2 separate regions of the Triticum aestivum genome follow, and region 1 is linked to region 2. The links are chromatin contacts, called in public HiCAR-type maps. All regions are on one chromosome and are shown on one strand. Each heading gives the region's core, a stretch centred on a gene start, on an enhancer-like site or on the middle of the called end of the contact. The rest is flanking DNA. Distances are from core to core; before and after follow the strand shown.

The links. HiCAR-type assays count read pairs that join an accessible place to other places.
Region 1: a HiCAR-type map of leaf shows a contact between it and region 2, with 8 times the contacts expected there. The contact joins two enhancer-like sites. A contact is called at or near these places in 5 of 5 Hi-C or Micro-C datasets (leaf, root and an unstated tissue) and 1 of 1 datasets of contacts at active chromatin or transcription factors (leaf).

Annotation. Positions count from the first base shown.
Region 1 is chr3A:620,771,473-620,778,400 of IWGSC CS RefSeq v2.1, forward strand. LOC123062643 (E3 ubiquitin-protein ligase BRE1-like 1) reads right to left here. Exons shown (of 18, transcript XM_044486246.1): 17 at 6,496-6,591; 18 at 6,229-6,315. The coding sequence ends at 6,244. Among protein-coding and RNA genes, the nearest start is that of LOC123062643, 15 kb to the right of the region's middle. Within about 2 kb of position 1,584, at least 5 of the 8 cell types and tissues checked have an H3K27ac peak or open chromatin away from gene starts, as enhancers often do.
Region 2 is chr3A:620,523,743-620,530,659 of IWGSC CS RefSeq v2.1, forward strand. It overlaps LOC123062642 (auxin transporter-like protein 1), which reads right to left. Exons shown (of 7, transcript XM_044486242.1): 6 at 5,495-5,960; 7 at 3,468-4,034. The coding sequence ends at 3,804. It overlaps LOC123062641 (nuclear pore complex protein NUP62), which reads left to right. Exons shown (of 10, transcript XM_044486241.1): 7 at 1-71; 8 at 211-298; 9 at 365-463; 10 at 1,393-1,595. The coding sequence ends at 1,485. Among protein-coding and RNA genes, the nearest start is that of LOC123062642, 6.5 kb to the right of the region's middle. Within about 2 kb of position 4,964, at least 5 of the 8 cell types and tissues checked have an H3K27ac peak or open chromatin away from gene starts, as enhancers often do.

The DNA.
Region 1 (6,928 bases), core at 334-2,833, 240 kb after region 2:
GTTGCTTGATTTATCCATGACCGATGATCATTTGAGCATGTTTTGTTTAATCATATATTTCTAAGATTAAACTTGCTATCTCGTATGTTGTGCATGATTTTGGATGTGATGAACTGGTGATGTATATATAATCATTTTCATCTATTCAAATGCAAACACTTGTCAAAATTTGTGCTATGGTTCTTTTTTTGCGGTACCGCGGGCCCCTGACGCGGAACAGAATTCGTAAACACGTCCCTCAAAACATTTGCTAGACAAGTTTACTGGAGCTGTTCCACCGGAGGGTTCACAGTACCGCAAAAAAGTTTTACATGCGCCCTTATACTGTTTTTGATGGACGGGCGCATACCGGATTTGCTAGAGATGCTCTTAGTTGCAACTTTAGGTGGGGAATTGGGGAAGAAACGTTGTAATCAATGATAAGCGGGGCTGGCCTGCAAGAAATTTTGGAGAGTACTCTATGGGAACTCTTAGTTGGTGCAGTGCCTCGGCAACATTCGTATTATTACTAGCAAGATGTCCGTGCGTTGCACGGAACATCAAGGTGCATTTATATGAGTAGTTTATCTTATGGGAGATAAGGATGAACGAGGAAATGCCTTATCTGCAAATGTGGAGAGGGGTGCGGCTATCCTTCTACAAACTTTGCCATAATTTTTCTTCCTATGCGTCAGATATATCTCGGACGATCTATATTGCAGGATGGCAGGCACACCATCATCATCAACTCTTTTTTTTATAAGAGTAGAGATGATGCACTCTTCGTAACTTATATAGCGATTGCACACATGACGACTCTCCAAGAACGAAAGGACAAAGGAGAGGAAGATTTGTGGAATGGCCGCATGGTCGTCCGACTTAGAAATGAGCAGAGCCCATGCAGCTTGCCAAGTTATTCAATGGCTTATGACGCAATGGCCAATAGTCTTAGGCCTACCGATCAAGATAGGACGACTAATTTAACAGCTAGCTACAGACCAAAGTCGAGCATGTTCTCAGCCAAAAAAGAAAAATCAGTAGGCTAGATTGCCCTACGGGGACTCACCATTAAAAATCCCCATCACCTTGGCGGCTTGGCCTCTAACTACAATCGGCCCGCGTCACTGTCTGCCCTCTCAAGAGCGACCGGCAACCACGCCGCGAATCTTTTGACAAACTGTTCACAAATCACCGCATATACAATGAAAGATTTTGAACGCTATCTCAGACGCTTCTGCGGGCTGCGACGACCGACCGACTGCCATGTGTGCTCTGTCGGGGTGGGCATAATTACACGAGAGAAGGCTTGCAGGTGATGAAAATCTTGTACCGCATGCAGTGCGGCAGAAGCAAGCGGCGGAAAATCGATGCGGTCTCGAGTGCTTGGACTCCATGGGTTGAGCGTCCGTTTTCTCTTGATGTCCAATGATGGTGCCGGTGGAGAAGAGAGGCCGGGGGTCGCTCGAGCGGACGGCTCCAACGGGCAAAGCACCAAGCAGACGACTGATGGGGGCCTTGGCGCGCAGCGTGATGGGAGTCCCCGCGCCACACGACCCGAGCGTGCACATGGGCCGATCGGTGTCTGTCGAGCGTCGCGGTCTGGGATCAAACGGCCAGGATGCGCGGCCCGTGCGGTGCGCTACAGGCGCACGGGATGGGATGGAGATGTCGGGGTGGCGGGGTCCCTCCCTCCGTCCGTCCGTCGGACCGTGACAGAGCATCGCGCGTGTGGACGAACATCCGTGCGGTGGGCGCCCGCCCTCGTGCCCATCGTCGTCCCGCCGGCGACGTCACTGTTGCTGCGGATCAGCGATGGGGTGTCACCGTGGAGCCGGCGACCGGGCGTCCATCTCCCGCTGTTCCGCGATGGCCGGCTTCCCGGAAGGAACGAACGAGCGCCAGCCTCGCCGCGGCGGGCCCAAACGAGCGCTGGCCGCATGGCGACGGGATCCCCCGGCCCAGACGCTGTCTCGCCACTCGCCAGGCAGCGAGTATAGTAGAGTAGAGTACGACGGCAGCGGCACAGTGCGAGCCGGATACGGCATGGGGAGCCTGAGAGCCACTGTTGGCCTGCGAAAGCAAGGCGCACGAGCAGCACAAGCAGCAGCAGCAGCGACGACGGATCGGTCGACCGATCTGGGCAATCATGGCGCCCATTATTAACGGGGTTTTGGACGGGCACCGGCGGATTCTGCCGCTCAACCATCCCCATCCGGCCCACCCACAGCAAGCTCTTCCCCCATCTCTGACTGAAGACTCTCTCCGACGATGCGTCTCGCAGCTCTCAGGAACAGGCTGGTGCGGCGTGGCGCACGGCCTGCCTGCCTGTCACGAGTAAACAAACCACAAGTGCGGCGCTTTGACCTTCGGGCTCCCGGAGGGGGGTTTTCACCGTTTTCTAGGGTTTTGGACTTGGAAAAACCTGGAAAAAGGTCTGGGGCGGGGCTAGAAAGCGCGCCTTTGTCCTTTTGGAAACTTTTGGAAAAGCGCCGCGTTTCTGCGCTTTCTGATGTGCAGCTGTGGAGTCGGGAGTGGGGCTCCGGATTCAGGTGGCAGTGGAAGAGGCACGCACGGTGTGGTAGCAGTAGGGGTACCGAGGAACATGATCGGGATGACAACAGTGGCCGTCGTTTCCAGTCGAAGCCGTCGATCCGTCCTAGGAGTGCTTCTAGGGGGCATCGGGCGAGTGAATCTGAGCTGTGATCATGGAGGCGATGATGGCCTCGGCCAATCCAACCCGGTGGCGGGGCTCGTCGGGACTTGCGGGCGGCAGACACTGCGTCCTGACGTCGACCGGCATCTATTCCCGTCCATCCGCACCGCACCTAACCTAACCTGAGCCGGCGGACGTAGCGGTAGCGGTGGCTACTTCTCACTAATTGATCCCCTGCCTTTCATTCCCCTTATCTCTTCTCTTTACTCTTTATTACCGCCCATGTTTCCTACTGGTGCTACGCTAGCTCTTCAGCTAACGTGAAGGAAACAGCCGGCTTTCTACTTTCTAGTAGATGGGTATATATATCAGCAACTACCTAGAGTAATGTTCTGCTTTGATGAGGTCTCTTCGATGCAACATATGCCATATTGCCTTTCCTGCCAGGATAGTGTTGCCTTTCACTAAGTCTGGTTTGGCATGATGTTATGTTATGATGTTAAGACAAAGGTTTAGGCACTGTTCGGCAACCGTCCACTCCCCCACTGCGGAGTGGAGCGCGTGGAGCGCCATTCTAGCCACTCCTCAGATTATAGCTGCATGTCACTCCGCTCCGGAGCGGAGTTGGGGAGTGGGAGGGAATCCGAACGGGGCCTTAGTACGGCAGCGCGAGGCCAATTCTTGGGATACGTGAGGTGTAGTCATTAAATTTCAATATGAACATACTACAGTCTACCTTCAGAGTCAAGAGAGTACTATTCTTCCTTTTTCTTTTTTGAGGTGATTTAGTACTGAGGCACACGGATGTGCTATTCTAAATGGGCTCACATCTTAGCCCATTTGTTACCGGCCTGTTTTTACAACAAAATGGCCAGCACAAAACGGGTACGTGATCGCCTGAAAAGAGGTAATAGTGGGCCACCATATCAGCTCTTCGCTGCATTCGCTCGTTCGCTACAGTTGCTTGTCATTCTTTTTTTCTTCTTTTTCTCGTTTTAAAAATTTTATTTTTATTTTTGAACTGAAAAATATCATACTTACTTCAAGGAAAATGGAGAACTCAAAAAAACTTAATGGGGTGTAATTGTTTTGCTAGCGTAACTTAAAAAATGTTGATAGCTTTAAAAAAATGTCTTGTCATTTTAAAAATGTTCACCCACTTAAAAAAATCTAAAATATGTTTATACTATGTACAACATGTTCATGTAATTCAATAAAAATGTTAAACGTGTTTAATATTTTTTCCTGATGCATATAAAAAGTAGACATCGAAGCTTATATTTAGAAAAATGTTAATCATGTATATGAAATATGTTAAACATGTATAAAAATATATTTTAAAAATATACCACACATGTAAAATGCGTATGAAAACAATTGGCATCAAAACATATATTTGAAAACAAAATGTTATTAATGTATTTGAAAAATGTTAAAATGTGTATAAAAATGTTTGGTTTGTATACAAAAAATTTACAATGTGTACGAAAAAAGCAGACATAAAAATTATAGTTAAAAATGTAATCATGTATATGAAAAATGATAAATATGTATAAAAATATTTTTAAAATACATACAAAATATGTAAAATATGTATGAAAGCAATAGGCATCAAAACGTATAATTAAAACGAAATGTTAATAATGTATTTGGAAAATGTTAAAATGTGTAAAAATATCGTTTCATATGTATACCAAAAATGTACAATGTGTACGAAAAAAGTAGAGATCAAAACATATATTTTAAAAATGTTAATCATGTGTATTAAAAATATTTAGATGTATACCATGCAGTGTATATGAAAACAATATATTTGACAACAATAGACATCAAAACATATATTTTAAAAAATATTAATCATGTATTTAGAATAATATTAAACATGTATTTAAATAATGTTCTTGATGTATACGAAAAATGTACATGGTGTAAGAAAAATGTAGACATGCGTTTAAAAAAGGGAAAAAAATATAAAACAAAGAAAAGGAAAAAAAGAATAAAACAAAGAAAACAAAAAAAGAAACAAAGAAAACAAGAAAACCGGAGAAAACCAAGAAAGAAATAAAAAACCAAAGGAAATAAAGAAAAAAAATCAGTGAAGACCATGAAAGTAAGGAAGAAAACGAGTGAAAAAAAAGATGAAAAAGAAAGGAAAAGGTAAAAAAATCCTTAAAAAACTAGAGCAGAGCAAACTATAGCGACACGAACAAGTTGCACTAAGGGGCCATATGCCCGCACTTTTCAGGCGAGATGGCTGCTATACTCGCTGTAAGCGAGATATAGTATTCGCGGCACAAAATGTCACCAAACTGGAATCCTCGTGAAGAAAATCCGATGGCACAAAAGGATCGCCCTAAAATGGTTCAGGCCTGTTACTTTTTGTGGATGCATGATTCATACCGTTTTGCCTCTATTCTTCGGTATGAAGAATTGGATATTCAAAATGCACAACTCCTATTCTACCGTTTTGATTCATACTTGGTAGTTTTGTTGCATGCCTCTAAGTTTCTCTATTTCACGTACGACTAAAATTCCTCAGAACTGCTTTATAGCCATCATTATTTTTCAGTATACCTAAGTATTTCATATTTTTGAAGAATTTGTTAAAATCTCTCATTCACCCCCTTTGTCGATAACTTTGATCCTACAGGAAGAGCAACACGAGAGAAATATCAATGTCAAGAGCCCAAGACAATCGTTACAACTAGATTGACACAGGAGAGAGTTAGCGGCATGATTAACACAACAACCTGCACCTGTTATTCTTGTACTAGCTGAAAACATTTTGAGAATGCCAATACCACTGACAGCCTTGAATGTTTTAAATTTCTCTAAGCTTCTCCATGGATAACGATATATCTCCATCTTCTTCCTTCAGCAGCCAGATCAATTAGAGTGGTATTTTTCGAGGCCAATTGCAAATGCAAAAAAATTAAATGGTAGATTGGGATTACACATGAGAAATGGCAAAGTGCAACAAACTTTGCAAGATTTATAACTGGCGCCGAGCAATCCAGCAGCGGTGTTCCTTCTCGTACACTGCTTCAGGCTGAGGGGTCAAAGCTTCCTACATTGCATGGAATATGTAGGGATTTTGTTACTAGTCGGATGCAGATATCAATGTATTTTTCAGGTACCCAGTGATCTTTCGTACTACAAGAACGGTGTGGGAACATATAGGCTGGAGTATATAAGCTAGTGACTAGAGTCGCGAGGTGAAAATAATCCTGCCAGGAGCTACAGACTACTTACAATGGAACCAAAGATCGTCTATATCAATCTCACCTTCCTCTTCATGTCATCTTTCTTCTGCCTTTTCATCACCTTTGTTGGCCATTCAGCGGCAAGCTTTTGGAGTTCTTCTTTCACGAATGGTTTCTTCTGATCAGGCAGGTGCTACAGGCACTCAAAAGTTGTCATCAGGCAAATGGGCGATTGCATAAGAACTGACTAACAGCTCTTTTGGCATCAAGATTTCCTAGAGTTGTGAAAATATTTGTACAAACTCAAAAAATGCCAATAATAGCATGAGATAGAAAGGCTTCAGGAACCACCAAAGATGGTAGGGAATTAAGAGTGACGAAGAGCCAACAAATATCTAGCAATTGGAATTATGCAACCAACCCTGTGAAGGAGTTAATGGTGGCAGAGGCATTCTCTGGCTTGCGTTCGAACAGAGACCCCTGCAATAAGACAACTCATAATGGGTCTCATACAGTCATACTATAAGTAATTAATACAGTTTTATGTTAAACATGATGGGAGTGTAACATTAATGTGAAATATTAAAAGTTACAGAAGTGAACAAAATCCAGAAGTAATCAATACAGTTTTATGTTAAACATGATGGTAGGAGCAATTACCTTTGCACATGCATAACCTGTTGTAAGAGTATAGTGTTTCATAGATTTGCCTCTCAGGCTATTTTTCTCTCGAAACGGAGGTATAGACTGAGTCTCCTGCAGAAGCACAAATATATTAGTAAAGCATTTTTCACAGAACAAAACCTTGTACTAACTACAAAATGCGAATGTTTAGTTTAAAAGTTTAAACAGCGACAGCAAATCTACAATTTGACTGCTAAACAACCAAAAATGGTTATTATCAGAGACAACATCAAAACCCAAAACTAATAGAAACATTTATCTAACTGTTGTGGTGGACATTTTCTCATGCATGTGCATGCTGAATGCTTACATGTTGAGAGAAATGGAAGGTTAATGGGTGCTAGCTATTTAGATATAGAAGATTTTTTGCTGCTTTTAGGCCCAGAACAACAAGGCATCTCCAACACAG
Region 2 (6,917 bases), core at 3,714-6,213:
GCCGAACGTATATTCCAGGATGAACGGGTCTTACTTCGTGAAGATGAGGCTGCCTCGGCAAGGGATATAATGTTAGTTCAATGTATTTTGGCTGTTTTAGCTTTGTTATTTCAGTCTTGGGTTTAGTTTGACTTTTTAATCTCTAGTAAACAAATCATACAACTCATTTCGGAAATGAAATCTCTAACCAAATTATTTGGCAATGCAAAGGTACGAGCAAGGTGAAGTTGTGGAGAATGAGTTGCAGCATATGACAGAACAAGTAAAATCCATCATTCAGACCATGAACTCTACTCAGGTAAATATTCAGATTATAACATTTGTCTTGTAATGAGCATTGCTTGAGTCTCCTTGTCCAATGCAGGGTGGTGAGCTTGAGGCTACAGATAACATGGCACCATTTGATGTCGCTGTCCGGATACTGGATAATCAGCTGCGCTCTCTAATGTGGATTGACGAGAAGGTCAGGGTTCCCATTTTGTGATTGTTTCTTCATTAATATTTTGAAGAAGTCCAGATTACCCCCTGAACTTTGGTGCTTGGCCTACATAACTGCTTAAACTATCTAATCAGATACCTAACCTCCTGAACATACAAAACCGATAGTTTAACCCCTCAAGGTGGTTTTGGGGTTGTTTATTAAAAAAATATGGAGCTTAGGAAGTCCAAACTGCGTTGCAAAACCATCTCAGGGGGTTGAAGTTTCATTATCTCGTGTGGAAAGTTCAGAGGATTATCTTAATATATTTTCTTTATCCTTAATTTTTTTAGAGTAGTTCAAATGTTTTGTTTATCACGTCCACATGCTAGTTGCATTCGGGGGTAACCCCAAAAATTGTGCCACATTTCCTGTTTCTGTTCCGTAATTTCTGATGTGTTCTGAAGGTGTTACCTTGCATTGTGCCCAGCTAATATTTTTCGTTAATTCATCTATTTCTCCAGTATATACCTTCTGCATCCCTACAGTCCTACATTTTGAGAATATAGGTGCTACCAATAATGCTGATATGACACAGAATAGTTTTTTCCAGTAGTGTGCGCTATGATCTAATAAGAATCCTGCTGTTGAGCTGAGTTTAGGAACTTGATTCCTGTGCTGACACTGTTTGATGGAATGTTGCCTCTGAGCAAATCCCTGGAGCTCATCCCTGTATCTGTATGTACTGTTCTGCGGAATCCTGCTTTTTTCTCGATACCATCCTTTCATGGTTTTGGTGAAATCTTGCCTTTGAATGTAATAAGAGAAACTTGATCCCAATAATTTATTTTTCTTCACTTGTTGTTATGTTAGGTGCACATGTTCTTTTAACAGTGCTTATTTGGTGGGATTAGTTGGTCGTATGGGCTATTGCAAAATCATTATTGATTCTCCTTTTCCTCAATTGTTCACAGGCAAACGAGTTCTCAAACAGAATACAGAGACTGCCCAACAATAGTACTGCGGCTGAGCGCGACTCAGGAATCCCAAGGTTTTGGTTAAGCTGATTCAGTCCTGGTTGGACATTTGGTGGTCTGCTCATGGGTATTAAAACATGCTATATATGTTGGTAGTTCTGCTGTTTCAGAGTATAAAAGTTTCATCGCTTTCCCCTTCATTCAAGTACTTCTGTGACATGTGGCTCTTAACATGATTTACCGCGTTGACACTGTTCATTGGAATTCAAACTGCTTGTTAGATGAGCTGCCTTGCTTCATTATAACAGATTTTTAAAAAATGCTGCTGTTAACAACTGCGCGGTTTGTGGTCTCTCTATGTGTGGGATTGGTTCCAAGTGCGTTCAGATCAGTTGAGTCGAAGTATAGCTTTTCTATGACGAGTCAGGTGTCCTCAGTATCCGCAGTATTTGACATCCAATAAAGAAGTATCTGCAGTATTTGACCATTGAGCTGGGCACTGGCGTATGCAGCCAACTATAGGCCTATCAGATATCTTCTGAGCTTTCCCTCGCGATCTGCTACGATACTTTCGTTTGTTGTTCAAAGGCATACGAGCTTTAGGAAAGATGCATTGAGCAAAAGACGTGGACGTGTTGTAGCCGGTTCTCCATGATTATTTGCTTGGATAATTGATGCTAATGCTTGCCTATGGTGTCTCTGGTCTGTGCTTTGGAATCTTAGATTGTTTTGCACCTAAAAAGAAAGCTATCGCCTACCTTTACCCGAAACGAAAGGCCTGGTAAAAAATAGCCGTACAGCACACGCGATCGCGAGACCAGGCGCGTCAGCCACACTGGTACATGGGCATATGATGGCATCCAAACAGCAGTCCGCACTGAGCACAGTCCGGTAGACAGGTACAGTCGCTACGAGTATTCTTCTCCCGCCCGGGATTCCATTCAACGGATACTGGCGGGCATCAACAGGGCGAAGCAAGCACTACTATTAATTGCAGCACACCACCATATGATTATCAAGGGGAAGCCCGGGCAACTTGGCGCCAGATTAAGACATCCGCGCTGTGCGCTACTCATAGAAAGCACATGCGGAACCGAACCCCCGGTCTCGAGGGCGGTCGGAAGATACCACTGGCAAGCAAAAGGGGGAGGCAATCTGGAGCGGGGTACCAGTCAAGACGGCACATGCCACCGCCGGCCATGTGATCTCAAGGAGGCCGGCCTGATGCCCGAGGCGATTAGGGAATCCCTCCCTCCCCCCATTTGCACCTCCCACATGGCCCAATTAAAGCGCAATCTTCTCTTCTCTTCTCTCCCCTGCAATCAAAGCCCGTCTTGATGCTCTGTGATGCACAGGCCAATAGCACCGATCCTGCGAGCTGTACGTACATGGTTCGTACCACTACAACAGGGGTCGGTACTCGGTACTGGAGTGGAGTCCAATCCTGGGAAGAAAGCGAGGCTCACCCACCGGCGTGGTACGACGAGGGTGCGGTGCGATAAGACGGGCCGCTAATCGGTATCGTCGCCGTCGTCGTCGTTGTCACGATCACAATGCAAAGCCAGCAGTGGTAGAGTACCGTCTTTACAACTCTCCAGCGCCGCGTTCCAGCCTCACGAGCAAGCATGTTTGGTCCCGGTTGTGCGCGCCATCATGCCCCGCGCCGACCCACCACCGCCACCGTATCTCGGCGCCCCTTTCAGAATTTCCGCCGGGAAGATCCGATGATCGCCCGCCGGGGCCGGGGCCAAAGGCAGCGAGCGACGCAGCACGGGCCAAAAGGCGAGCCGCCAACAGCGAGGAAGACCCCTAAACAATGGCCCCCGTGTTTTGCCTTTAGCCAGCAGGAGGAATCAACGCCGATCGACCGTCTCCGTTACAGTTCACAGTCGCTCGCTCGCTCGCCTGCGCTTACAATATACACTTCGATCCAGCGGGGGAGAGAGTGAATGAAAAAAGAAGATGAAAGAAACTGATCGACAACCCTAGAGGATAGTAGTGCTATGTTATGTTAATAGCATCGTCAATTCAATTCATCGTCGTATGGAATTGTCCCAGGAGCTGCATGCAAATCTTATAAGCCATGACGACCATCACATATATATTGGGCGGGGCAAGCCAAGCCAAGCCAAGCCAAACACAAACACACGGACACGTACGTACGTACTCCCAACGGGTCTTAGGGACCCGGCCACCCTCATGTTCTACTACGGTGCGGTGTGACACTGACGGACACCCTAGGAGAGGAGAGGCGAGGCTTGTATGTTACAAGGCGACCAAAACCTAACAAGCAACAGTACTGGAGGATCCGCCGTGCCGGGAGAGGGAAGCTTCTCGGGCTTCTCCTTGCGGGCTTCCCGCCGGCCGGTGGCATGGCGGCGTCACGCTCCCGGGCGACGGCGAGGGGGCTAGTGGTGCAACGCCGAGGGGCCCGGGGCGACGGCGGCGCCGCCGGGCTTGGGGCACTGGTAGCACTTGGCGAAGAGGCCGAAGGTGTTGATCTGGCGGATGAAGTTGACCATGCTGGCCCAGCCTCCCAGCCCGAAGCCGACCACGAACACCCACACCACGATGAAGGCGTTGAGCACGAACATCCCCGTCCAGCTCGGCAGGAAGAAGGGCGGCTTCTCCGCCGCGTTCTGTTCAGTCGTTGCAAAACGATCACAAATCATCAGTAAAACACAGAGCATAATTTACTACCAACATGCACAACAAAATGGATGATGGATGCATGGAACGGAGCCACTGCGCTGCTGCACACACACAAAAAGAAACGTTGTGCGTGTTCTCTATCTATGATCTATCATCCGTACAGGAAACCACATTCGATTTCTCTCTCGCAAAGCTGGAGGAAAAGGAAGGAATCGAGCGGGAAAGAAAGGGACCCCGCAACCCACGCCACGATATCCCCATCGGTCGACGTCCGTCTCCAGCGGCGCCGCATGCTATCTATCCATCCATCACCCGTGCGAAAAGCCAGTGAGAGTCCAGACGCGCCAGGCCAACGCCGCGACGGCGACCGGCGCGCCTGGTAGCCCGGCTAGCTTCCGGGGACTCGTGCCCAAAGCAACAGGAGATCCCGACACCTCCATGTCAACGGTTGCTATCTATACCGGCCCGGCCGGCGGCGAGCCCACGATCGGCCCTCTGCTCCTGTGCGGCCGGGGAGGGACCAGCTACAGCTGCTGCATTCAGGCAGGCTCACCTACGGGATGGGCCATATGTAGGATGGTACACTAAACATGGGGGAGACCTCCTCATTCGGGGCACCAACCCTTGGAACTGACACGCACCACCGGTACGGCGATGGCTAAGCGCCATTCGCCATGCCGTAGCAGCTATCCATCCACAGCAGCGACGGCCGAACCAACGGACGGACGGAGGAGAGGGAGAGGGAGAGGGATCGAGGATCCAAATCGTTGTCGGGGCGGATTAATGTGGTCGTTGGCCGGGCTCAATGATTGGGGATTCTTCGTGGTAGGAGCAGTGCCGCTCCTAAGCAGGAGGCGGGGCCACCCTGGGGCCGTGCAGTCAACAGTGCATGCGGTACGTGCACGGATCTCCACTATCTATTCCATTGCACGTCCCTCTGCCTCCGATGCGCGTTGCGTTGCATTCGGGGCACTGTTGATGCGCCATGCATGGACCATGGATGAATCGGGCCATGCACTGTTGATGCGCCATGGACCAGACCGTGGATGTGGTACTGGGACTAGTGGTGCAGTGGTGCTACCAAGAGCAGCGAACCGGGCCATGCATGCATGCAGCTGGAGCTGGCAATGCACGGCCTCACTCATCCCATCCTTGATGATCGATCGACGATCCTACTGGCAATCATTGGTCGGATCCCTAATCTAATCTAATAAAGGAAGAAAAGGCAGTGGTACCAGTACTCTTCCTACAGTGATCTGAAAGAAATTAGGCGCACGGCAGCATCACGCATTCACTAGCAAGAACATGCTAATTAAGCTTCTTCTAAAAGCTATAGTACAGCACAGTATGATCCTCCTCGATGCAAAAAAAGAAAAGAAAAGAAAAAGAAATGCAATGCATGTAGTATAGATAGATAGAGAAGAGTGAAGGAGTAAAGGAGGCTTACGGCGCGGGCGGATGCGGATCGGTAGGTGAGCATGTGGGCGAGGGCGGGGATGATGTAGACGGTGAAGCTGACGAGGAGGGCGCCGACGGCGGAGTTGATGGGGCCGAAGAAGGGGAAGATGATGGCGAGGAACCAGATGGGGACGACGATGGGGAGCCTGGCGAGGGCGCGGAGGCAGACGCTCTTGGTGTCGTGCATGCCGATCACCTTCTCCCACACGAAGTAGAGCGGCGTGCAGGCGAAGCCGAAGGTGATGAACTGGTGGATGAGCATGAGGATCACCGCCGCGTCCCGCCACGCCGTCTTGGGCAGCAGCGAGAAGGCGTTGGCGTGCGCCAGCAGCTCGTCCCCGTACGCCCAGTACATGGCCGACGCCGACGGCAGCGTCAGCGTGAACACGTACAGCGTCGCCAGCAGGTAGATGTACTTGAACTTGGCCGGCTTCCACATCGCGTGCATGATCTCCCTGCCCAATGCCCATGCAAACCAACATTAGCATCACCGCCATTATTGACAAACGACTGTTTATATAAATGAAATGACACAAGTAGTAGGAAATTAACGGACAAAACGGCCTCTGCACATGCATGCGTTGTTGAGTTTGTTGGTCAGATGACACGGAAAAGAAGGCTTCTTCCTTCCTAATCACGCAGTGGGCAGTTGGGCTGCAAAGAAGAAGATCGATCGGGGCGGCAGGGGGAATCTGCCGGGCGAGCTTCCGCTCACTCACTCACCAACACATGCGTGCACGCGCCAGCCGGTCAAATAATAGAGGATCCCGACAAATACGACCAAATAAGTCCGTTGCAGATTATATATACTCCTACCAATCGCCTAACAATCAATCAATTTAATCATGCCACTCCACTCCACTCCCAACAAGTTGCAGCAACCACCTAACCGGACTTCGAACTTGCCGGAGATCAGAAACGAACAGAGTGGAAAATTCACCACGGGATCTTTCTCTTTGCGACGAAACTTCTGGTTAAAGCGGCGGCAGCAGCAGCAGTAGGTCTGCGTCCCCCTCACCCCACTGGGCTAAGCAAAACGTCGAGATGATGGCAAGATGAGCGGAACGGAATCATCGCCAGCAGATGACGATGACGATGTGCCGCAACATTCACGCACGTCCCGGTCCGCCCAGGACGGGATTGCATATCTTGATGTGAGCTCCGCACTAGCTGAATTCAATTCAGTTCAGTGCAACCAGCCATGGCCCGTCCTTTTCTTTCACTCACTTCCATCAATACTACTACCACAAAGCTTTCTCGTTTTTACGCCACCATTAGCTGCATAGTAGGCAACTACTCCCTCCGTTTTAAATTACTTGTCGCAGAAATGAATGTATCTAGAACTAAAATGCATCTCCTGCTACTGCTTAATAATAATAATAATAATGCTGCACAGTAGTGGCCTGGTCGCC